7 separate regions of the Mus musculus genome follow, and regions 2, 3, 4, 5, 6 and 7 are each linked to region 1. The links are chromatin contacts, called in public Hi-C, HiChIP or PLAC-seq and promoter capture Hi-C maps. All regions are on one chromosome and are shown on one strand. Each heading gives the region's core, a stretch centred on a gene start, on an enhancer-like site or on the middle of the called end of the contact. The rest is flanking DNA. Distances are from core to core; before and after follow the strand shown.

Region 1 (3,288 bases), core at 162-2,661:
ATTTTCTTATGAAACCAATATTTTGAGTTTCTACCATGTAACAGTAAATAAAGTTTGTAACTGGTTCTTCAATCCTCATATAACTGAAGCGGGAGAGGGTGGTTGTACCATGGCCAGGAGCAAGTGGGTCTACAAAAGAGGACGGACGGGTGAGGTTTGGGCTAATGAGAAGAGATGGGGTCTCGGACTTGTTCCCTCCCCACTCAGATCCTTGGCTTTACTTTTCAGTCTTGTTGAAGCACTGGTATTTTCTGTGTTCTATAAGATCCAACCCATAGACCAGAAGCAGGAGTTTGTTTAATGCCTTCCTAAGCTCAAAATGCCATGTCTGTAAGTGCCAAGTTCCCATGATGCTCCCTGCCTGTCTCACTCTTGGCCCAGGAGGGGCTGTAAGTCAGTCTGTAGCTCAGGCTCTCCGCAAGCTGTCACCTCTTGCCTCAGCTTCCCCGATGGTGGGAAACCAGCAGCAGCACAGCACTCTGCCTGTCTACTGCTCGTACTCCCAACAATGCCACCTCCGCGACTGTTGAACTGAGTCTGCCACTCACTCATGGCTTTTCAACCCGCCACTCAATTGCACTTCAAGCCATCGTCAGCTTAGATACTGGCTAGGTGCTGTAGCTAGTTTCTGGGCTTTTACCCAGGCGGTTATTCCCACCTAGGTCTCCAGAAATCCCACCATATTCATTCATTCATTCATTCATTCATTCATTCATTCTCTCTCATACACTCTCATGTACCAGTATTTTGTCTGTAGTACAGTACAGGAGGATGCCAGAAGAGGGCGTAAGAACCCCGCTGTAACTGGAGTTAAAGAGGTTGCCACCTGCGCTTTAAGTGCTGGGAAGGTAATCCCAGCTCTGTAAGCACAGCAAGTGTACTTAAGTGCTGAGCATCCATCACTCCAGCTGTCCCATTACATCTCTAATTCACATTCAAAACATCACTTCCTCCATTGACAGAAAGTTTCCCATTTATCCTCTCGAAAATCCCAGGATAGAGGTAAGGGCATGGCAGCTCACACAGGTAACCCAGCACTCACTCGAAGAGGAATGAGGAGTTCCAGGTCAAATTGGGTTACATGAGATCCTTGTGTCAAAACAACAAGAAGCAACAAAAGACAAAACAACTATAAAAAATATTCCAAGTGACCACTGAATTACTCCACTAACCATTACAACTCCCCACTTAGTGGGGAGCCATAGCTTGTGTTTTATCAGTCGCATTCACTGTCTACACTGGGAGGGGTTGGGAACTACTCTTCCCGTTCGCCACCCCCAAAAGCCTTCCTGTAGAGCTTGAGGTAGAGTCCCGCTTGCTGAAACTAATTCTGATTTCCTTAGTGATCGGTGGGCAGGAAAGGTGAGGTGGTCCTTTGGAAACTACATCTCCCATCATGCACCAGGCCCAGGATGCCAGGCTCACGCTAAGGCTCGAGATCTTGGCCGATTCCTGGGCTCCAGGAAAAATGCAGGATGAACAGCGGGCAAGAGGAAGCTCTCTCTTCTCTTGCCCACCGGGTTGGGTCGCACGTAACCTAACAGACCTCTCAGGCCTAGCTTGTCATCGGCACCGCCACACCGGTCTAATATGGCCGCTAGTGCTGGGACCGGTCTCGCGCGTAAAGAGCCTGGACTAAGGTCCGGAGCCGGAGACCGCTCCCGGCATTCCTCGCGGGTGTAGCGTGGGCACCCTTCCCCCACTTCCGGGTCCCGGGAGAAGGAGACCCTGGGGTCTTGAAGAGTGTCCCGAGGTACCGCTGTTTGGTGCTAGGCGAAGAATGGCAGATCATCCTGGGCAGTGAATCACTGGCCTTGGGTAGCAAGGTGTAGCGAGAAGATAGGTCATCAGCATTACGGCCTGTTTGCTAGGGAGCCTTTTGGGTTATCAGTAGTAGGATTTAACTGGAGACTTGTCACCATTGTTGCAGCCCGCAGAGACCTCCAAGTAGAGCCCTGTGAACCTGGAGCAGAGCTCTGGGACAGTGTATATGCATCTTAAATTGATCCAGGACTAGTCCGTCTTTGCTGACTAGTCCTCACCTTGAGCACTCAGTGAATACCTGGCAAACAGGGTTGCAGGTTAATATGGCCCAGGGCTTGATTGAAGTGGAGCGAAAGTTCGCTCCAGGGCCTGACACGGAGGAAAGGCTGCAGGAGTTGGGGGCCACCCTGGAGCACCGGGTCACCTTCCGAGACACATACTATGATACCTCTGAGTTAAGCCTTATGCTGTCTGACCACTGGCTGCGACAACGAGAAGGTAGTGGATGGGAGCTCAAATGTCCTGGAGTAACAGGTGTCTCAGGACCTCACAATGAGTATGTGGAAGTCACATCGGAAGCTGCGATTGTGGCCCAGCTCTTTGAACTGCTCGGGTCTGGGGAGCAGAAGCCTGCAGGTGTGGCTGCTGTCCTGGGCTCGCTGAAGCTGCAGGAGGTGGCTAGTTTTATTACTACGCGAAGCTCCTGGAAGCTGGCCTTATCTGGAGCCCATGGACAGGAGCCTCAGCTCACAATAGACTTGGATTCAGCGGACTTCGGCTATGCTGTGGGTGAGGTAGAGGCCATGGTGCACGAGAAGGCTGAAGTCCCGGCTGCCCTAGAGAAGATCATCACCGTCAGTAGCATGCTTGGTGAGGGAGACAGGTCTTTGTGTGCGCAGCATGGTGGGGGAGGGAGGCAGGCCCTTCTATGCTCAGGAACATGGTGGGTGAGGAAGACAGGCAGGCCCTTTGGGCTGTCCTTTTTTCTCACTTAACCTCACTGCAGGTCCTTACTGAGCCATAGAGGAGTGGAGGGAAATCATTTTTGTAAGGAAAATTGGTTTTTTGTTTTGTTTTGTTTTTTCGAGTCAGGGTTTCTCTGTGTAGCCCTGGCTGTCCTGGAACTCACTCTGTAGATCAGGCTGGCCTCGAACTCAGAAACCCGCCTGCCTCTGCTTCCCAAGTGCTGGGATTAAAGGCATGTGGCACCTTTTAATTATGTGCTTTTGTTTTTTGTTTTTTGTAGAGATTTTCTTGAAAATCTAATTTGTTTACACTTTGATAAGAATCCTTTCCAATTCTTTAGTAGCTAATTTGGATTTTATTCTTCCCGGTTCCCAATCTTCATCCTGGTTATCACTTAATTCTCCTAGTTCTATTTATTAGGTCTCTGCTTTGATCCTTCCCACAAACTTCTCTTTTCTCTTTCAACTTCCTACATGGTTATTATTCCCTTGGCTCTTTCTGTGGTCTTCTATGTAGCCCAGGAAAGGCCTTAAGCTTGTGGCATTACAGGTGTAGGTA
Region 2 (3,435 bases), core at 20-2,519, 670 kb after region 1:
TTTCATCATATCCTCTGCTTGACAGTTACTGGGCCAATGCTGATCTGGCTTTTCTCAACTGACAGCAGGTGAGGGCACTGGGGGACAAAAGGGACATCAGTGATCACCATTATGCTGCTTTGCCTAAGAAGTGACAGAGTGAAAGACAAACAGAAAGGCCCGTGCAGACTGGAGGGCTGTGTTCTTGGTGCTACGGGACACTTCAAAGAGAGCCAGCATCCTTTCTTTTGTCGAGGGGAGTAGAAGGCTGTGGTGGCTTTACAAATTCTTAGATGCTCTTGTGGTAGGGCTGGAGGGAGGTAGGGCTGCTGGCCCTGAGCCATCCTGTCTCTTCTTCATTCTCAGTATCCCCTAGCTTAGCCCACATTCTCCCTGTCAGAGTTGAAACCAGACGGTACAAGGCTGTAGGGATACAGGAAAGAAGTGTGGATTCTTGCCTAGATCCCAGAAGGAAAGTCCACCAGGGCTGCTAAATGGCCTGGGTAAGGTAAGGGGAAGACATCCGTATTTTGTGTCATGAAGGAGATCAATTAGACTTTGATGTCTCTCATAAAGAATGGAGAATTGGTTAACCTGGAACGGGCAGTGCTGGATGTGGCTTGTCTCTTATAGCCACACCACAGTTGTGGTCTGACCTGCCTGAAGTCAAGATTAGGTTGTGGTTCTCTTCTTTCATTTTTTCACATTCTCATTGATATTCTTTCTCTTTGTAACCCTCCTCCTCCTCTCTCTCTCTCTCTCTCTCTCTCTCTCTCTCTCTCTCTCTCTCTCCTCTCTCCCATATAGCCTAGGGTGGCCTTGACCCCAATATGCTGTTTTTAATACCATGATACCCTAACTCACAACAATACACAGAACATAGGCGGTCAACCTAATCTAAAAGCGCATTAATCAAAAAACTACAGCATGTGCAGGTTGTTAATGTGAAGTACAAAGATAATATTTTTAAAATCAGCAGTCTCAATCTTAGCCTTCTCCCTTGCTTCCTTCTCCTACAATTCAATCCGTAACTTTGCTCACTCCTCCTGTCTAGACCTGCACTTTTAGACCACACCCCAAGCCAAGTCACTCCTGGCACCCCTCTTTCCTACTTCACTGCCCCTTTCTGGCTACTACTCACTTAGCCCCACCCAAAGAGTCTTCCTCTCTTTTGGACTGCGTTGGAACACAGACTGTCCCACCCCAACAGTGAAGGGAGGTGTGGGGGTTTTCAGCCTCACCCTCAGGAAGATGCTCCCCCGCCCCGCCTCCTTTGCTCTGCTCTGTGGTACTTCCTCTCTGGCTGACTTAGCTGACAGACCTAGAAGTGGGACCAGGACCCTGGCACTAAGACAGATTCAAGGATTGTATATCCAACAACTAGACAAGACATTACCTTCTGATCAGCATCAGGGAAACCCTGTAAGTATCCTAGGAATGATATGGTGTGTGTGTGTGTGTGTATTTGAATATGTTTATGTGTATGTGTGTGAGTATGTCAGTATGGTGTGTGTGTTTATGTATGCGTCAGTGTGTTGTGTGTGAGAGAGTCAGTATGGTGTCTGTGTGTGTGTGTGTGTGTGTGTGTGTGTGTGTGGTGTGTGTGTATGTGTGTGTGAGTGTGTTTATGTGTGTGTGTGAATGTATGTCAGTATGTTGTGTGTGTTTATGAATGTGAGTGTCAGTGTGTTATGGGTGAGTATGTATGTGAGTGTGTGTGTGTGTGTGAGTGTGTGTGTGTGTGTGTGAGTATGGTGTGTGTGTTTGAGTGTGTATGTGAATGTCAGTGTGTTGTGGGTGAGTGTGTGTGTGTGTCAGTATGGTGTGTGTGTCAATTATAACTTGAAGAGATGGTGAGACAGAATCCCCAAAGAAAGCCCGACCTCTGTAAAGGGATGGTTCTTGTCCATTAACTCTTCCCTGCCCTGCTCTTCCTGGTGCCCCATGGTCAGCTCTAGAGAGTGTGGGTAGGTGACTGGAGAAAGTGGACAGTGGCCTCTTGGGAGATAGAGGAGTTAGCCTTTCAAGGCGTGCACAGTGCTGAGGAAAGTCTCCCAGCCTGGTGCTGGGTTCCAGGCTCTCTTAAGGAAACGAGTGTGAAGGGTTTTGGAAATACTGCTGTTGCTGTACATTTTGCAACTGGGTCTGAAGCAAAGAAGGGGCCCCACAGCCTGGTTAGGAAATTAGTCTTTCTATTCAACCAGGCGCCTTTAAGACAATGAGGTTGGCAGGGCGTGGTGGTGCACGCCTTTAATCCCAGCACTTGGGAGGCAGAGGCAGGCAAATTTCTGAGTTCGAGGCCAGCCTGGTCTACAGAGTGAGTTCCAGGACAGCCAGGACTACACAGAGAAACCCTGTCTCAAAAAACCAAAAAAAAAAAAAAAAAAAAAAAAAAAAAAAAAAAGAGCAATGAGGTTGACAGTGATGGGGTGACATATTTTGAAGGTGCCTCTGAAACTTCTGATTTTGGAGACCAGAGTACTCCATGCTAGTTTGATGTGGCTGGGGGTCAAGAATCCTTTGGCTTTCCCCTCATGGGTGTGTCCACTTTCACTCTCTAGGTCCTTTTGATGGCTGCAAACACTACATCTCCTGCAGCACCTTCTTCTCCTGGTGGCATGTCCCTGTCTCTGTTGCCCATTGTTCTACTGTCTGTGGCCCTGGCTGTGGGGCTTCCTGGCAATAGCTTTGTAGTGTGGAGCATCCTGAAAAGGATGCAGAAACGCACGGTCACCGCCCTGCTGGTGCTGAACTTGGCCCTGGCCGACTTGGCTGTGTTGCTCACTGCTCCCTTTTTCCTCCACTTTCTGGCTCGAGGCACCTGGAGTTTTAGAGAGATGGGTTGCCGCCTGTGCCACTATGTCTGTGGAATAAGCATGTATGCCAGTGTCCTGCTTATAACCATCATGAGTCTGGACCGATCACTGGCAGTGGCCCGCCCCTTTATGTCCCAAAAGGTTCGTACTAAGGCCTTTGCCCGATGGGTGCTGGCAGGCATCTGGGTGGTGTCTTTTCTGCTGGCCATACCGGTCCTTGTGTACCGTACAGTAAAATGGAACAACAGGACTCTGATCTGCGCTCCGAACTATCCCAACAAAGAGCATAAAGTCTTCCATCTGCTCTTCGAAGCCATCACGGGCTTCCTGCTGCCCTTCCTAGCGGTGGTGGCCAGCTACTCTGACATCGGGCGCAGGCTGCAGGCTCGGCGCTTCCGCCGTAGTCGCCGCACCGGCCGCCTGGTGGTGCTCATTATCCTGGCCTTCGCCGCCTTCTGGCTGCCTTACCACCTGGTGAACCTGGTGGAAGCCGGCCGCACAGTGGCCGGCTGGGACAAGAACAGCCCTGCGGGGCAGCGTCTGAGGCTGGCCCGCTATGTGCTCATCGCGCTGGCCTTCCTGAGCAGCAGCGTGAACCCGGTGCTGTACGCGTGCGCGGGCGGCGGCCTGCTGCGTTCGG
Region 3 (3,062 bases), core at 29-2,528, 810 kb after region 1:
ATAAAGGCTCTCTAGCCAAGTACCCCACACCCCCATTCTGCCTTTCCACACCCATAAAGACCAGACTGTGACAGTACAGATCTGGGTCAGGAAGAACCTGCAAGGCTGGAGGCCTAGGCAGTGACCCTGGGAAGGACCTGTGATTCGGGTGCAAGCCCCAAGTGCCTCAACTGCTTGCTCTGTTCTCCCTGGCTCCGTTAATGTAAGAGGCTGGTGATTTGGGAGCGTACCTACACCTGTGACTAGAATCCAAGCCTGAGGTGGGTGCGCAGTTTCGGTGATGGCTTTGGCTAGCAAGTGGGTAGTATCCAAGCGGCTCGTAAGAACCTCTTTTTGGAAGGTTTCATTCCATCTGCAGAGAAAATGAAAGAAAAGGTCAAAAGTGCAGACATGCACCTAGACCATATCCTCCCCACTCATCCGGCTCCCCTCCCAGTAAGTCTGTTGTCCTAAGCCTGTCTTAATGCATAGCTCGGGGTGGCTAAGAAGATAGGACTCTCTCCCCCGGCCCCCAATAGGCATGGGCTATATCTCTTTATCCACAACACTGGGCTTTAGTAGACGCTGATATATAACAGGCTCCAAAGGCTTAAGGGGACACTTGCACAAGTTTATGTCTACCATGCACGGGTCACAGGCATCGACCCTCTCTCCCCCCTGTACAGGTGATAACTGCTTTATGGCCCTGTTGACCTTCGCAGAGGGTTGAGGATATTCTCTCCAGCCAGGTTGATGACAACATCGCAGAGGGGCAGCCCCGACTCACTGAGTTCACTCTGTGGGAGAAAGTACAGTGCCGGCTGGTACTGTCCTTCCCGCGCAAATTGCCCTCCCACCCACCTTCCAGAAGCTCGACCTACCCACGTGATTCGACCCGGGCCAGGCTGTCTGGAGACCAATTTAACTTCGTGGCCCCTGCCTCTCAGCAGCTGGGTTACGGCTGTCCCAATGAATCCCGTCCCGCCACCTGATGGGGGAGCACAAACTGTTTACTCAGCGGGGTGGCGGTAGGTCATCTGCTGGCGGCCCCTTTGGGTGCGGTCCCCATCTGACATCAGGCCTCTCCAACCCACCCCGCGATGCAGAGGTGACAAAAGTCACAGGGTCGCACAGATTCAGCTTTTGGGGCTGGGAAACCAAGGCTAGGTTGCCTGCTTAGGAGACTGCACCCTGTGGGCCTGTTTTCTCAGCTCTCGGCTACAGCCTAAGCCGGCCCGCCACTCTGCCCTCCCTCACCTACAAGCACCCGCATAGCGACAGGGAGCTAGCACGCCTGCGCGAGATTTAAACACCGGACGCGACTACGAGCCTCACCTCACGCGAATCTCAGTACTAGGTGTGCCCCACCCTCCCCCGACCCGGAAGGAGTTATAGTAATAGCGAAGGACCATAAATTTCTCTGGGAAGAGGGGTGGATGACGCAAAAGAGATGGAGGACGAAGTGCAGAAAGGATCCGCTCCTAAAGAACAACTCTAGACCGCGAAGCGCTGGGCGTGGGGAGGGGGCGGGCACTGTGGAATTCTTCTTCATCTTTTCTCACTGTTCTGCCTCCTTCTGTCAGGACTCGAGGGTGTCAGAGTTTCTTCTCCAGTTCATGTGCGCACTCTTGTCCTTGCTTCCGCAGCTAAGGCTCTCACAAGCGTGCATCCCACCCGTGCCCTGCTTCCCAGTTCATCCGTTTCAGGGCCCTCCAGGAACACATAGTTCACCAAGTCTAATGCCCAGTTGTAGATCATTTTGATTGATCGCCCAGCCAAAATTACTGTTCTTTCTCCCTTCCTTTTAGAAATGATAGGCATTTCTCTACCGCTGGTGAAATGAGCCGATTCAAGCCAGACTAGTTTACATTAAAGGCAGGTTTATTGGGAGTTAACTGGCCCCAAGGATTAAGGCCAGGGGACTCACCATGGAGAGGAGTGGGGGAGAGGAGAAAGAGAGAAAGGGCGACCGAGCAGAGAGAGACACGGGGTGGGAGAAGGAGAGATGGGGGAGGGGGTAGGGAGAGAGCACAAAATGTCTGAATTTTATAGGGAAGAGCCTCTTGAGGAAGGGCAGCCAGGCCCCTGGTCTGGAAACTTCAAGGTTGGAGGCAAGGTATGCCAGGTAGGGTCTGAGGGATGATGGGAGAATCTGGAGGCCATGTCTGCTTTGTAAACATGTAAAAATGTAAAATATTTGCCTCAGTCCCTGGGCATAATCCTGGTCTGAAACCAAACAAGAAACGCTGCATTTTTGCCTTGAGTAGAAACCACACTGTCTTCTGGGACTTTAAGAACCAAGTTTGGTGTCTGGTGCATATCCTTTCCCACTGAGGCCAGACAAGGCTGCCAAGCTAGAAAAACATATCCCACACACAGGCAACAGCCTTTGGGATAGCCCCCACTCCAGTTATGTGGGACCCACAGGAAGACCAAGCTGTACATCTGCTACCTATGTGCAGGGAGGACTAGGTCCAGCCCATGTATGTTCTTTGGTGGTAGTTAAGTCTCTGAGAGCCCCAAAGGTCCAGGTTAGTTGATTCGATTGGTCTTCCTGTGAAGTTGCTATCCCCTTAGGGGCTGCAATTCTTCCTCACATTCTTCCATAAGAGTCCCCAGCTCCATCTACTGTTTGGCTGTGGGTGTCTTTATCTGTCTGAGTCATCTGCTGGGTGGAGACTCTCAGAGGACAGCCATGCTAGACTCCTGTCTGCAAGCATAACAGAGTATCAATAGTGTCAGGGATTGGTGCTTGCCCATGGTATGTGTCTCAAGTTGGGCCAGTTACTGATTGGCTGTTCTCTCAATCTCTGCTCCATCCCCAATCTCTACATTTCTTTTTTTTTTTTTTTTTTTTTTTAAAGATTTATTTATTTATTATATGTAAGTACACTGTAGCTGTCTTCAAACACTCCAGAAGAGGGAGTCAGATCTTGTTACGGATGGTTGTGAGCCACCATGTGGTTGCTGGGATTTGAACTCTGGACCTTCGGAAGAGCAGTCGGGTGCTCTTACCCACTGAGCCATCTCACCAGCCCTCTACATTTCTTGTAGACAGGGTAAATTTTGGGTCAAAAGTTTTG
Region 4 (3,024 bases), core at 1-2,500, 620 kb after region 1:
CTGATCGTGAGCACAGCAGATCCACACCAGTCACAACCAGCATTCCCTCTGTGAAACCACATCCATGGGTCAGTGAAGAGTTCACGAAGAGCCCAGTCCCTCCTCAGAAGTCTCAGAAGCCCCCTTAGAGATGCCAGGATAAACCTTAGGTTCCATAAAGGCTCAGCTCTAGGTTAAGGTGTGTAATCTCACCTCGGATGGTGCCATCTCCAGCTGCATTTACACCACTGCCCCGAGACTCGGGTCTTCGGCCACCCCGAGAGTCCCTACCCCGGGAGCTGGTCCCTCTGCTTCTGGAGCCAGAAGGTTCAGGTCCCCAGTCATCGTCCCCTCTGTTCCCACATGAGCAGCAGCCACAACAACGAGCCCAGAAGGAGCGGCCTCCTCCTCGGCGGGAGCGCGAGCGTCTGTCTGGCTCCGGCACCGGCTCTGGCTCCGGTGACGGTGTTGTAGGGGGCTGCCAGGGGCTCCTGCCCCAGCGGCCCACGTCTGAGCGAGGACCTTCCATTGTGCCTGTGTAGAAGAGACAGAGGGTGCTCATTCACTCAGATCTCCTGTGCCTGGGATGTCCATCCCACCCACCCAGAAACTCTATCCAGAGAAATTGGTTCAGTACCAGCTAGGTGACTGGGATAATCACATTCTCACCCTGAGATGCCCCAAAGACCCTATTCAGTCACCCAGAAGAAGCACCTTATATTGCAGAGAAAAACCTCCTCTCCACCTTGCTATAGACACTCTCAAATCATACTAAAAAACAGATGTCCAGTGGAGAAACCATTGAAGATCCATCTGAGGAAATGCACAGTTGCCTAAGAGAACACCTCCAAACCCTGTATATATCGGTCTCTCCACCCGCTGGCTTCTCAGTTTAGAGGTCCAGCCTCTAGGACTATTTAACAGCAGGTAGGAGGCATAGGGGTCAGAGTCCCCCGACATGCCTCACGTCTGGACAAACTTCAGGCAGGGCTGCGGAGATGGCACAGCAGGCGTAAGCAGAGTTTGGCCCCAGGAAAATTGGGTCTCAGCCCACAGCAGGTACGCACTGGAGATCGGTCCTTTCTGGGCTTGGGCTGTGTGTCCCTTGACAGCGAAGGCCCGCTGTGGCTCAGCACTGAGGTAAGGTGTAAGCTGGAGCCTCTCACCTGGCAGCGGTGTTGGTGATGGCACCACCGGGTCCCGGGCCCGGGTGGAGCAGGTCAGGGCGTTTGGGACGGGACCAACAGGCTGGACGTAGCCACGCGAGTGGAAGGTGTAGGGCGGGCCGGGTAAGCAGTTTATGAGGGGAGGGGAGGCGGGGCCGAGTTTCTGGGAAAAGGGGAAGAGGGTTGCTTCATCCCTCCTGTCAAGAGGCCAGTCTCTGGGGGCTGTCCTCTGGTAGGGGCGGGAAAGACTGGCTCCACCCACTTTCTCCTTTCTAGGAACTGAGGTCATGCTAAGGAGGGGGTCCGGATCAAAGTTCTGTCAGACCTGAGGCTGAAGTGAAAAGGAAAGGCGTTTGGTGACGGATCCCACACCAACTTGATTCTTACCACACTAGGTGTTCAGAGAGCAAAGAGAAGGGCTCTTCCACTCAGGCCTGCAGGGCAGATCTGTTCCCTAGCTGGAGATGCCTCCTTTTGCTCTCAGAGGGCCCTGCTGCTAAGCTCTCTTGTAGCACCCACCGGGCTTGGCCCTGTGAAACTGGTCCCTGGGACTGGAACTTCTTTTGCCTAGGAAGGTCCCAGTACCTCAGGCTGCAGACAGATGACATCAGCGGCCAGGCCCTCAAACTGGCTCCACCTGTCAGTCCCTGACCAGCCAGCTCTACCAGGTCTTCTCATGCCCCTCAGCATACTGCACCCTTCTGTCTCTCTTTCAGCTGTTCCACAGCCCCCAGAATGAGTGGGCTATCTCTGTTTCTTCTAAGTTCGAGATCCTCCCAGCTTGAAAGTCTCGGGAAGGCTTAGGTCTTGGCTTGCTTTCAGGTCTGGGTGGACAGGAGCCTCCTCCCCAGGCTACCTGGTATTCCCTTCTTTCACTGAGAGTGTCTCATCAGCTGGAGGTAAGCATTTCCCCTCATTTGCAGCCTGGAATTCTTCTTGAGAATCCAGACCAACCGGCTCCAGGAACACACTCTCTGTCCTTTCCAGCTCCTGCCCTGGCTCTGGGTGAACCGTCAGAGATGTCATTAAAACTGCCCCAAGGCAGAGAGGAGCCAGACAGCTTTAGGGAGGCTCTCTCTGGCCCTGTCCGAGGCACCGCACCGACAACTAGGACCTCTTCACTCCGCTCCATGGGCCACCATCAAAGATAGTGAAAATAGCATTGGCAAAAAAAAAAAAAAAAAAAGAAAGAAAAAGAAAAGAAAAGAAAAGAAAAGAAAAGAAAAGAAAAGAAAGACAGACACAAAGCAGCATCCTAGGCAGCAATCTGTTTGGAAATGTATCCTGTACAAAGGTATCCAGGGAAGTAGGAACAGCTCCAGGATCTACATATACACTGATTGGTTGTTTGGTTTTTTTGTTTGTTTTTGTTTTTTGTTTGTTTTGAAATGATCTCACATATAGCCCAGGCAGACTTTGAGCTCACAGTAACTCTCCTGCTTTAACCTCCCAAGTGCTGGGATTACAGAAGAAGGCTGACAGTAAGCATGGTGTGAGTTTTTCCCTGTTCAGCTGGCAAGCCTTGGAACCTAGCAGACTTCTAACACATAGCAATGAAGACCAAAATTCAAGGCAGGTGTGTGGCGGGTCAGCCAAAGGGCTTCACTTGGGGACTGTTTGTGTATCACTTAGGATACAAGAAGAGGAGTGGCTTCAAGGGGCGGGGCATGTGAGCACACGTGTGCCCGGCAGATTCCAGTGAAGCAGGAAAGTGCCTGGTTTTGCTACACTCTTCTTCTTTTAACCAGTCACCCTCTTTTCCCACTATGCTAAGGTTGACTCATTGCCCTAACCCCTGAGCCACTCCCTCGAGCCCTTGTTCCCTGCGGCTTTCAAAGCCACAACAGTGTAGTGGGGTGCACCTCAGGAGTAGACTCCC
Region 5 (3,491 bases), core at 738-3,237, 760 kb after region 1:
TTGGCTTGAGCTGAGATGGGGAGGAAGACAAGATCTGGGAAAGGAGACTGACTACCAGTTAGCAAGTGTCGCAGTACACTGTACACAGCTACGCTGGTATGTAATTCATTGCCTGAATTATGTAAGTTTACCTGTGAGAGCTGATGTCCATCCTGGGCCTTGGACTATTACCCCCATGTCTGTGAGCTAAAGCAACCAAGCACAAAAGTTTAAATAAGTTGCTTTAAAAGGATCTGTTTATGAAGTGTCTTATGCATGGCTTCTTTCTGCCCTCTGCATGGCCTCTTTGAACATAGGATTAAACCTGGGGCTTCTCCCTGACATCTTTAGCCCTGGCAGAAAGAATTTAGCATCACTAACAGAAGGGGTGGGGAGAGGCTGTGTGGCTCCCTTGCTCCTGGAAGGGAAACTGAGGCACACCCTTCCATCCTCTTCTGAGTCAGGGCCTCTGGGCTCAGCCTTCTGCAAACCCGGAGTTTCTGATGTGCCCTGCCAAGCCTGCCTTTTGATAGTACAATTAAAGGCAGGGAAAGTGGAGAGAAGTGGGGTCACTCAGACAGCCTCTGACTTCAAAGCCTTCTGGAGGGGCAGGGTTGAAGAACTCGTTACCCAGAACCCCACAGACCCACCTTTTATTTCTCTGAATTCCATTCCAGGGATGAGACCTTGTAAAGGTGGGGCTTGACCATCCAGTCTAGTCTGGCAGTAACCTGAATCTTTTCCCCCTGGGCCCCTTCTGCACAGCGTGCACCTCCCCACTGGCCTGCATACATACACACATCGGTGGCTCTGTAACACCGATGTCCTAGGAAAGGACTCAGTTTAAAAAAAAAAATAGCTGTCCTTTGTTCCCGTGGGTCAGGTCATACTTGTGTCTGTCAGACTGTGACTCTTGGTTTGTTTGGAAAGTAAGGTTCTCTCGAGGCCCCAGCTGCAGACTGTGCCTTCCCAGTGCCAGGCTACTTCAGGCTACAAGACCACATAAAGTGTTCTTTGTACTGAGCATGTCTCCAAGGCAGCTCGGGTTTTGAGAGTGTCCCCAGCCCAGGGCTAGTCTTGGACCACTGATGCCAACCATATGGCTGTGGATAAGGATGATTGGAGACCCTACCTCCCACTGGCTCCTCACACTCTAACTCACACTTGCTAAAAAAAGGGGTTCTCCTAAACAACCCGAGCCTGAAAACTCTGGCAGCTAACCCCCTGCCCCTCCAGCCCTGGGGGGCTTCCGCAGGGCCTGGGCCTAGAGCCAGTTCCAGGCGGTCCCCAGACTAGAGTGGGGGTGGGGGTCAGAGCTGTAACCCTTTACGTCCTGCTTGGTCTCCAGCCCATAGTTTCTACAGGCCCTAGCCTCTGTGGTCTCTCCACCCCATTTTCCCTTAACCCTTTCCTGCCACAAAGAGATGGGTGTAGTAAAGGGTTTTCAAGGGAAGTCCAGACGACCAAGGATCATGTGTGTGTGTGTGTGTGATGTGTTTGTGTGTGTGCGTGTGGTGTGTATGTGGTGTGTGTGCGCGTGTGGTGTGTATGTGGTGTGTGTGTGTGTAGAACACTGCTTGGAATCTAAAACCAGGGTCTCAGAGATCAACTCTTCAATCCTTCCTTTTCCTTCCTTCGAGGAAGGAACTTTGACCCCTGAACACAAAACTTGGGTGGAAGGCAGTTGCTTCCAAGACCCTGTTTGGCCCTCTCCCTCCCGCCCAGCCTCCTCTCCTTCCCTCCCTCAGTCTCCAGCGCCCCTTTAAGCCATCCAGCAGCTCAGGCGAGTTTATCCAGGGGGCCTGGCTTCGAGGTCGAAGGGGAGGAGGGGGTGGTGGTTGAGGGGGAGGAAGGGCGGCGGGAATCCGCTCGGTCCCACCCCTAGCTACAACCCTTAGCAGGAAGGGTTTGTCTCCCGTGCTGCGGCGGAAAGGGACGGAGCTGGGAGGGCGGGCGCGGAGCGCTGGCGGGTGGGTCGCAGAACCCACAGCAGGGAGGCGGTGGCGGGGGGCGCGCCTCAAGGAGGGGAGGCGTGGCTTAGGCTGCAGGGCTAGGTGGCTGGGGGCCTCGGTGCTGGGACCCGTGACACTTCTCACGCTTTCCAGGGGCCGGAGGGACAGCCATGCTTTTGTCGGGGGGTAAACCCCCAGCGCAGGAATGGTTCATGGTGCAGACAAAATCGAAGCCCCGGGTACACCGGCAGCGGCTGCAAGTCCAGCGCATCTTCAGGGTCAAGGTGACCGCTTTCCAGAGCCGTCCTGACACCCCTTACTTTTGGCTGCAGCTGGAGGGGCCCCGGGAAAATACGGGCAAAGCCAAGGTAAACAGCTTCGTTTTGTTCTTTCCTTTCCCTCCTAGTCAGATCCTCTCCCTCTCTCCTGAACAGTCAAGAGTCCCCAGAGGTGTTGAGCTTGTCCTGCTGTTTGGCTTGCAGGGTCTGGGCCTCCCTCCCTCCAGATCTGCGGGGCCCCTGCTCTGTCCCTCTGCTTCCTTCTTTCCCTTCTGCCCCACCCCTCTCTTACATGTCACTTCTGTCCTTTAAGTGTGCTGAGAGAACCTCTGCTGAGAGTCTCTTTCTACCAGCCTTCTCTGGTCAGAAACAGGCCCAGATTTTCCATCTTGGGATCAGTTTAAGGGCCTGCATTTTTGTGGCCTCTGCAACATATGTCTTTGTTCTCACCAAGACACTGGAAGGCCTCCGTTCTTTCTGTCTGCTTAAATCCTGGGCGGTTTCTCTGAGTACTGGGACCAGAGGAGGGCCCTAGAGACACTTGTAGAGTGGCGTTGGCAGTTTATAGACGAAGCAGTAGGACTCAGAGAGAGAGAGAGAGAGAGAGAGAGAGAGAGAGGGTGAGGGTCTGCCTCAGTCATCAGAGTCAGGAAGGAGTAGGTTGGTGGAGGTTGTAGAACCTAGGACCCTGCCGGCAGAGTAGGATGCATCTGTTCTGGAAGGCAGTGCCTTGGGATGCCAGGGAATCATGGACGTTGAGATGAAAGGGCCTGCTGTATGGAGCTGGATATTGGAGAGGCCAGGTTGCAGCTTGTCCCTTTTACGCTCATCTTGGCTTCTCTGCCTGGGCTCCTCCCTCTGGTTCAGTCACACCCAAGGGCCCCCTACTCCCTCAGATTCCCTTATCTTCTCCAGTAGGAATGCTCTGGACTCCCTTCTCTCGGATACAAGCTAGTCTTTAACCCTTTGGCTGAAGCTCTACCCACATCTCAGTTGGTCAGGGCCTAGGTAGGGGAGGCCCGGAACACAGCCAGCAGAAGGAAGGGGAGGCTGGGAAATTTCTCCCTAAACACGCCCATTAAGCTGCTGCATCAGCACTTTTCCAGTTCTGACAGAGGTGCTGGGGGAGGGGAGAGGTGTCTGCCCAGAGAACAGATGTGCAGGGCCCCTTAGTTTCAGAGGCTGGTGTAGGATAAGCTAAGAAGAGGCTTTTGGGTTCTTTATGTTCTTAATTTTTTTCCGTTACTGTTAAAGTACCACAGCTCAGCCTTCATGGAGAACT
Region 6 (3,396 bases), core at 492-2,991, 860 kb before region 1:
AGGCCATGAATTTGAGAAAGTATTGGGAGGAGGGAAGTAGATGAGAGGGAGAAGGAGGGAAGGGGGAAATGACATAATTTTTTTTCTTTCTTTTTTTTTTTTCCAGGCAGGGTTTCTCTGTGTAGCCCTGGCTGTCCTGAAACTCACTCTGTAGACCAGGCTGGCCTCGAACTCAGAAATCCGCCTGCCTCTGCCTCCCGAGTGCTGGGAATAAAGGCGTGCGCCACCACGCCCGGCAATATTTAATTTTTTAAAGCAAAGTGGTCCATCCCTGTGAGAGCAGCAAGAATGGGTCCCTAGTGAGACCTCTCTCCTCCCACTGGCCAGCGAGGTCCGTGGCAAGACCCCGTCCGGCTGGATATGGTGCTGAGGGAGGAAGCATCATGTGAGAGATGCCAGTTCTGCTGCCTTCCATGAGGGCCAGTGAATCTGTAGCTGATGCGTGAAGCATCACCGCTCCCAGACTCATTAGTCATTAGCTCATCCAAAGCAAATAAATGCTTTGAGTCAGAAAGAAGATTCACATCCTAACACTGGCAACCCAACGCTCCACCTCCCCACTTGGAGAAAGGAGACTACATCCCTGTGAGATTAGAGAACCTCACGGGATCATAGAACTTCAACAGCAGACGGGAACAGGCACTTGATACTGTGCGAGACACACAGGGCATAAGTGGGTTTACTCACCCCCTAGACAGCGAGGCTGCTTCTTATCTTTATAGCCCATGCCTACTGGGCACAGCCCAGGCGCCTAATTAATTATTTACAGAATTGTACAGACAGAGGGTCCTCTAAGGTTCAAAAGACAATATGTAGCGGAACACAGTCTCAATTCAACACTTTACATCATGCAAAGCACATTCCACAATACCGGGCTGCCCACATTAGGAAAAAAAAAAATGTGTGCTCAGACTTATAAATTCAAAATTAAGTAAGTAAAATATTTCTGTCTAGTCTGACAGAAATTCTCATTTTTTTCTTTCTCACTAAAGTTCTTATTCAAGGTAAAGGACCACACATACCCAGGGGAAAAAAAAATTTTTTTTTTTTTTAATTAGCTATCGTCTTATACTGGCTAGTTCTCATGTCAGTTTGACAGTCTGGAATCATTTGGGAAAAGGGATGTCAATTGAAAAAAGTCCCCCTCAGATTGATGGGCAAGCCTGTGGGGGCATTTTCTTAGTAACTGATGAGGGAAAGCCCAACCCATTGTAGGTGGTGCCACCCTGAGCAAGCTGGCCCTGCTATAAGAAAGCAGGCTGAGCAAGGTATTGTAAGGCAGCAGGCAGCTTTCACCCCTGGTTTGAGCATCAGCTCCTGCCTTGCATTCCTGCCCCGACTTCCCCGATTCCCCGACTGATGGATTTCAGCTGTAAACTGAAACAAACCCTTTCCTCCCATGGGGCTTCCACCCCCCACCCCACCCCATGGCGTTTTATCACAGCAATGAAAACCCTAAGATAAATCTTAAGTCATGAGGCACCCAAACACTAGCCTAGACTTCCAGTCCACAACCCACCAGAACTACAACTGAGCTAGTAGCTTCCAGGTGCTGGAAACTAGCTGATGCTGGCTGGCTTGCTGACTTTCCCAAAGAAGGGAACAAATCTCTGTCACTTCCCCCAAGTATGTTCCAACAATCATAACAAGAGCGCTTTGTGGGCCAAGATCACAGACGTGATCAAAGAGCAGAGGTGCAGGCTGCCGGGAGAGGAAGCAGGAGGAACATTTGCATGCCGTGGTGACAGGAAGTGTGTAGGCAGAGGGTGCAAAGGGCTGTTTCCCACCACTGCCGAGCAAGGAACAATGTACAGTAGTTGTGGTAAATGGCTTGCAGCCCCACAGATTGAACACAGGAAATAAAAATAACCCCCCCCCCCACACACACACACAGAGGAGGTGTGAGCTGGAAGCTGCAGGAAACAGCAGGACATCCATCCCTCAGCCCATACAGTACCTGAGTCAGCAAAACCAACCCCTCCGCCCGGGGAGCCTTGTGGAAGGCCCTTCCCTAGTTGAGGAATAACCCACGGTTAGCCTCTCTGTGCGTATGGAACTGAGAGCCACAGAGCAAGCTAACTAAAGTCTACAGCAAGCCTATGGTGCATTTTCAAATTTGAACTCAAGACCCCTGAAAGTAGTTTGTACTGTTGTAAACGGTACAAACTCACAACAAGCTACGCCTGCCGCCAAGGCTAGTCCAAGGGGAAAATCACAACCCCGAGACAAAAGCAGATCTGCGCCTGGAAACTAGTACCCGGCCCAGGTGGCTCTAAGCCACTGCGAGAAATGTAAATCTTCACGCGTACTGTTGTGACGTCTTCCTTTGCTCTTAAAGTCCGATTGCTTTTCATATCTGAAATATCTGCTTATTGAATCCAAAGTAAACCTCATCCACTTCTCCGGGGAAAGCTGCAGGATGTCTGCACGAGTGTCGAGCACACTGATCGCTCAGCCATCCTAGTGAACTTCTCCTCAGTGCTAGGCCTTGGCCCACAGGACCCCTGCCAGGTTTTGTCATTATATTGAACCCAACCATTCCTAAAAGGCTTGTTAACTCACTCTGGAGTATGTCTAGCTAAGCAAAGAGCTAATAAAGAATGGAGAGGCTCAAGCTCTGTTAAGCTTCCGGGTAGTTGCAGGATACACCCAGAGCTGGAAATGCGGGCATCTCAGACTTCCGGGTGCACACCACCACCTGGCACCGTGTTAAAATGCAAAGCTTTGCTTCTGTCGCTTGGGGGTAAGGCCTGGGAGTCTCCTTTTCCAACAGCTCCAACAGTGGCCAGTACCACTAATGGCCGACTACCCACTGAATGGCAAGCCTCAATCATCCAGGATAGGGGTAGTCAGCTACACCCGAGACTGATTTGATCCAGTGTGACCCGGGCAACAGAAGCGTGAGTTCCTCAGCCTATGGCAGCGTGCAGTCCTATGGGAGGGCTTCTGGAGCACGGGTCATTTGGTAATCAGCTTCAGGGGAACACGACAGGGCTGTTCCCCATATATGGCAAACTTACTGCTCCTGAGAGACACAGAGCTCACTGGATACAGGATGCCTAGACTTCAGCCAGCAGACGCTACTCTACTCCGGCTTTGTCTTTAAAGTGATCTCCTGTGAAGACCTATGGTCTTAAGCACAAATCTGAGCTTCATTTCCTGACCTACTTCAGGAGAACTGGACCCTCTGAAGACAACTGTGACGTGAGACCAAGGCTTGTGAGGGAGCTTTGGGAAACAATGTGAGAGAAATCAACACCCGTGCACGCGCACACACGCCAGTCACATGCCACAGGCAGCACAGACAACCTCTCGTACACACAGAGTCACACAGAATGCAATACACAGACACACCTGCCTGCAGTCACAGTCACACCTCTCTCTCACCACACACAC
Region 7 (3,323 bases), core at 66-2,565, 580 kb after region 1:
CCCATGTCTGAAAAACAGTAATCATCAACTTGCCCTCTGACTTCAATCTTTAATTAAAGTTTTTTTTGGAAGGAATGTAGAAAAAAAGGCTAATAGTTGACGTGTCCAGTAACTGAAGATAGACTGAACACAGCAATGAAAAGGTCAGATTAATGCCAGGCCTCCTCATTATTATCATTTTTGTGTCTCTGTCTAAATGTACAGCAGAATGGCCTGATGGGTTTAAAACTGAACATCTACGGGAGTTGAAGACAGAGTACCAAGAACCAACGCATCGATAAGTAGCCTAAATTAGCCAAAGAAATGAGGCTAGTTCTTAATGTCCAGTTCCGACAGAAGGTGCCTAGTACCACTCCGAGCTTAGCTACTGTAAGACGGGTGAGACACTAACCTTGGCTCGTAGTCTAGCTACTGAAAGGCCCTCACTTTCATCAGACTCTAATCAGTGCTGTGCTCTGGAGGGAGCCTGTGTTAGGGCCTGAGAGAAGTATACAATCTAGGCATGAAGAACAGGGGACAAAGCTTTCCCAAAAAATTCTGGAGTGAGGAGCCAAGCTGCTGCCAGGCCTTCTCTATGACTGCAAGGGCTTGAATACAGTGAGACCAGGACAAACGCTGCCTCCTTCTGGGTCTGAATACAGACTGGCAAGAAAGTAGGACAGGCTTCCTTGTAAGACCCGAAGTCTTCAGGCTGGATCGGCCTCCAGAGCTCAAAGCCTCCCGGGGTCCCCCTAGTTCCCATCAAGCCTCGCGCAGGGCCCCGAGGGTGTCAGCCCTCCAAGTTCAGGAAAGGCATGGTTTTCCTTCCCGCCTCTCCCTTAAGGCGCAGCGGCCAACCCTGCACCGAGTCTTGGAAAGTCTGGAAACGCTCCCACCTTCACTTTAATTAGCATCTTCTTCCCAGGTTGGGGTTGCAGGCGGCTAGAGTGCTGCTTCTCCCGCTGTGGTCGCTGCTGCCGCTGCCGCTTCCCAGCACTCCACGGCAAGGAACACTTCTGCTTCCGGGTCACTCTCTGGACCCACCCTCTCCTCTTTCCACCGGGTTCCCGAAACGCTCAGGAGTGCCCTCGTGTTCTGTGTCAGTGGGGTTGTAAAGAGAAAGGCAAGTCGGCTAGGAACAGCCAGACGGCGCCCTGAGACCCCGCGCGTGGCCACCGAACTGGTGTTAGCGGCGAGCTGGAACGGAACAAACTACTTGTCCCATCATGCCTGGAGGCAGCTCTGTCCTTTGCATCCTAGGAGTTGTAGTTCTTCTGCCGCTCGCACTCAACGGCAGCTTGAGTGTGTGGACTCTGTTACCCAGAAGGCCTTGCACAGCGCCCGAAGCTAGAATTCCTTGGGTAGTCGAGTTTGCAATTAGCGGAACTCGTTCGAGTGGCCCTGAAGGCTCATCGAGGCTGCACGCGGCTAGTTGCTAAGCAAAAGAATCTTTGGTCAACTGCCACCTGAGTCAAAGCAACAGGAAGTGAGTACCGCTATGCCGGAAGCTGGTTAAAATCTCTTTTCTCATCCCTAAGTTAGCTTCTTACTCTAAGTTGCCCTTTGCAGGGGCGAAAAAAGGGAGAGTAACTAGGTAAGGAAGCACCTTCAGGAACCATAATCTCTTCCCAATTCTCCCTAAAAATCATACCTGGGATTGAAGCATTAGGATAATCCAGACACTGGATGGTCCCAGGGAGACTTGAAGAACCACACCCTGATCTGACTTTACACAGTTTAAGCGTGAGAGGCGAACTTTGTTACTTCCCAGTCTTACAGCCTCATTTTTTTTTAAATCTAACTCCAGCTTTGCATCATGCCTCATATTGATAATGATGTGAAACTTGACTTCAAGGATGTCCTGTTGAGGCCCAAACGCAGCACTCTTAAGTCTCGAAGTGAGGTGAGCCAGTTGTCTTCCTTGGTTTTTATTTATTTATTTATTTTTACCTCAAGCTTCTAATGGACCAGGTCCAAGAAAGCTGTCAGGTTCGAGAACGATACATATTTTCTGAATGAATGAAATCTTAATGTCCTCTTAATGTCTGCAGGTAGAGCTCACAAGATCATTTTCGTTCCGGAACTCAAAGCAGATGTACAGTGGCATCCCTGTCATTGCTGCCAATATGGATACCGTGGGCACTTTTGAAATGGCTAGGGTTCTCTGTAAGGTGAGATTAACCTTATGCCCCCTACCAGATCTTCTCCCAGCTAGCGGCTACAGAGGAATTGCATCTGTATTCCCAGTCTCTGGCAATTAACAGAATGTTGTGTTTACTATTTTTTTTTCCATTACTAAGAACCATTTGATCAGTTCAAAGATCTGTCTGAACTAGTGAGATTCAAATTTAGATCTGTTTCATCTTTTTTATTATAATCTCCCATAAATTATATACTTTACCAAATTCTTCCAGTGCCCACCCAGGTCAACCCAAGCACATGCATTTCTTCAGTCAGTCATTGTTTGAACATTAAGCAGTCACTGTTTAGTCCAGAAATTAAATACTGTTTTGAGTATTTAAAAATTTTCAACCTGGGATATTACAGAAAAAAGGAGTTTATTAGTTTTCTTGTATGCCTACTATTATTTTAATTTTTCACTTCTTTAAGGTTCTTTTAGGTTCCTGGGAGTTTCTGAGATCTATCCCAAATGGAAGTTTTGTTCTTAAATACAGATTGTTCCCTTTGAAAATGGAAGACACTGCTCCTGACAGTAATATCACTTGCCTCTATGCATGTAGTTGAGAAGGTAGATAGTTGCCTGGGCACTTTTGAGAACATAATGTGCTTTGCTGATTAATCCTAGTATCCCTAGTTGGTGGGTTCTGTTTCTGTTTGTGGCTGTTGGCCTTAAAGACCTGGGTTTTTGTTTGTTTGTTTTTCTGTTTTTGTAGAATGTTTGTTGTGCTTTCTCTGAGATTGATAATTATGGAGTTTTATTACTTTATTCCTGTTACCATTTACTAATTCTTCAGGGTTTTGGCTATTATCTTGTCTGTCTTCTCTGACAGGTGGATTTGGGGAATTGGCAAATCTGTTAAAAAGGCATGCTATAATTCATGAACCTTACTGGGAAATGGATTTCAATACTGTGGACAAGTACTACAGAAACCAAATTTTAGAAATATAGCCAAGTCTCAATAATGATTAAAAAAATAAATTAGATACCAAAAAAAAAAAAAAAAGTGTTTCTTGGGGTTTGTATGGATTAGGTGAACTTAGCACAGCAACATATCTCTAAGACCTGCTGACCACCATAGCTTTTATGAACTTGTTGACAGTTGATTTTTACAGAGAAAGCAGAATACCAGCTTTTATGCATAGAACTCCCTGTGGCTGGCTGA

The links. Promoter capture Hi-C pulls out the DNA fragments that hold promoters and counts their contacts. Hi-C and Micro-C count contacts between places; a contact is called where the count stands out from the background. HiChIP or PLAC-seq counts read pairs in DNA pulled down with a chosen protein or histone mark.
Region 2: an H3K4me3 HiChIP or PLAC-seq map of the SCID.adh cell line shows a contact between it and region 1, with 8 read pairs. The contact joins the promoter of Ltb4r1 here to the promoter of Thtpa in region 1. A contact is called at or near these places in 1 of 39 promoter capture datasets (pre-B cells), 2 of 484 Hi-C or Micro-C datasets (B cells and embryonic stem cells), 3 of 115 datasets of contacts at active chromatin or transcription factors (the SCID.adh cell line, embryonic stem cells and large pre-B cells) and 1 of 9 other capture datasets (liver).
Region 3: an H3K4me3 HiChIP or PLAC-seq map of bone marrow-derived macrophages shows a contact between it and region 1, with 5 times the contacts expected there. The contact joins the promoter of Sdr39u1 here to the promoter of Thtpa in region 1. A contact is called at or near these places in 3 of 39 promoter capture datasets (the 3T3-L1 cell line and embryonic stem cells) and 2 of 115 datasets of contacts at active chromatin or transcription factors (bone marrow-derived macrophages and memory CD8 T cells).
Region 4: a contact with region 1 is called in an H3K4me3 HiChIP or PLAC-seq map of embryonic stem cells, with 10 read pairs. The contact joins the promoter of Tgm1 here to the promoter of Thtpa in region 1. A contact is called at or near these places in 9 of 39 promoter capture datasets (the HPC-7 cell line, cranial neural crest, embryonic stem cells and 4 more), 6 of 115 datasets of contacts at active chromatin or transcription factors (embryonic stem cells, memory CD8 T cells, pancreatic cancer cells and 1 more) and 1 of 9 other capture datasets (adipose tissue).
Region 5: a contact with region 1 is called in a promoter capture Hi-C map of second pharyngeal arch cranial neural crest. The contact joins the promoter of Nynrin here to the promoter of Thtpa in region 1. A contact is called at or near these places in 9 of 39 promoter capture datasets (the 3T3-L1 cell line, cranial neural crest, embryonic stem cells and 5 more) and 1 of 115 datasets of contacts at active chromatin or transcription factors (embryonic stem cells).
Region 6: a contact with region 1 is called in a Hi-C map of pro-B cells, with 5 times the contacts expected there. The contact joins the enhancer-like site here to the promoter of Thtpa in region 1. A contact is called at or near these places in 2 of 39 promoter capture datasets (pre-B cells and stem cell-derived epiblast-like cells), 4 of 484 Hi-C or Micro-C datasets (B cells, long-term hematopoietic stem cells, pre-B cells and 1 more), 2 of 115 datasets of contacts at active chromatin or transcription factors (bone marrow-derived macrophages and pancreatic cancer cells) and 1 of 9 other capture datasets (adipose tissue).
Region 7: a promoter capture Hi-C map of the HPC-7 cell line shows a contact between it and region 1, with 2.9 times the contacts expected there. The contact joins the promoter of Gmpr2 here to the promoter of Thtpa in region 1. A contact is called at or near these places in 17 of 39 promoter capture datasets (the 3T3-L1 cell line, the C10 cell line, the HPC-7 cell line and 11 more), 3 of 484 Hi-C or Micro-C datasets (embryonic stem cells, pre-B cells and uterus), 5 of 115 datasets of contacts at active chromatin or transcription factors (embryonic stem cells, extraembryonic endoderm stem cells, memory CD8 T cells and 2 more) and 2 of 9 other capture datasets (adipose tissue and pancreatic islet).

Annotation. Positions count from the first base shown.
Region 1 is chr14:55,093,373-55,096,660 of GRCm38.p6, forward strand. Thtpa (thiamine triphosphatase) reads left to right here and starts at 1,412. Exons shown (of 2, transcript NM_153083.5): 1 at 1,412-2,634. The coding sequence starts at 2,088.
Region 2 is chr14:55,764,693-55,768,127 of GRCm38.p6, forward strand. Ltb4r1 (leukotriene B4 receptor 1) reads left to right here and starts at 1,270. Exons shown (of 2, transcript NM_008519.2): 1 at 1,270-1,401; 2 at 2,541-3,435. The coding sequence starts at 2,550.
Region 3 is chr14:55,898,954-55,902,015 of GRCm38.p6, forward strand. It overlaps Sdr39u1 (short chain dehydrogenase/reductase family 39U, member 1), which reads right to left and starts at 1,279. Exons shown (of 6, transcript NM_001082975.1): 1 at 1,237-1,279; 2 at 861-967; 3 at 694-776; 4 at 231-352. The coding sequence starts at 1,252.
Region 4 is chr14:55,712,242-55,715,265 of GRCm38.p6, forward strand. Tgm1 (transglutaminase 1, K polypeptide) reads right to left here and starts at 1,251. Exons shown (of 15, transcript NM_001161714.1): 1 at 1,146-1,251; 2 at 193-513; 3 at 1-48. The coding sequence starts at 508.
Region 5 is chr14:55,852,128-55,855,618 of GRCm38.p6, forward strand. Nynrin (NYN domain and retroviral integrase containing) reads left to right here and starts at 1,988. Exons shown (of 8, transcript NM_001040072.1): 1 at 1,988-2,299. The coding sequence starts at 2,102.
Region 6 is chr14:54,231,725-54,235,120 of GRCm38.p6, forward strand. No RefSeq gene overlaps it. Among named protein-coding and RNA genes, the nearest start is that of Dad1, 21 kb to the right of the region's middle. Within about 2 kb of position 1,742, at least 138 of the 459 cell types and tissues checked have an H3K27ac peak or open chromatin away from gene starts, as enhancers often do. A contact at or near this core is called in B cells, adipose tissue, bone marrow-derived macrophages and 4 more, where this site is marked.
Region 7 is chr14:55,670,920-55,674,242 of GRCm38.p6, forward strand. It overlaps Gmpr2 (guanosine monophosphate reductase 2), which reads left to right and starts at 1,316. Exons shown (of 10, transcript NM_177992.2): 1 at 1,316-1,465; 2 at 1,787-1,882; 3 at 2,031-2,150. The coding sequence starts at 1,796. It overlaps Nedd8 (neural precursor cell expressed, developmentally down-regulated gene 8), which reads right to left and starts at 961. Exons shown (of 4, transcript NM_008683.4): 1 at 876-961. The coding sequence starts at 893.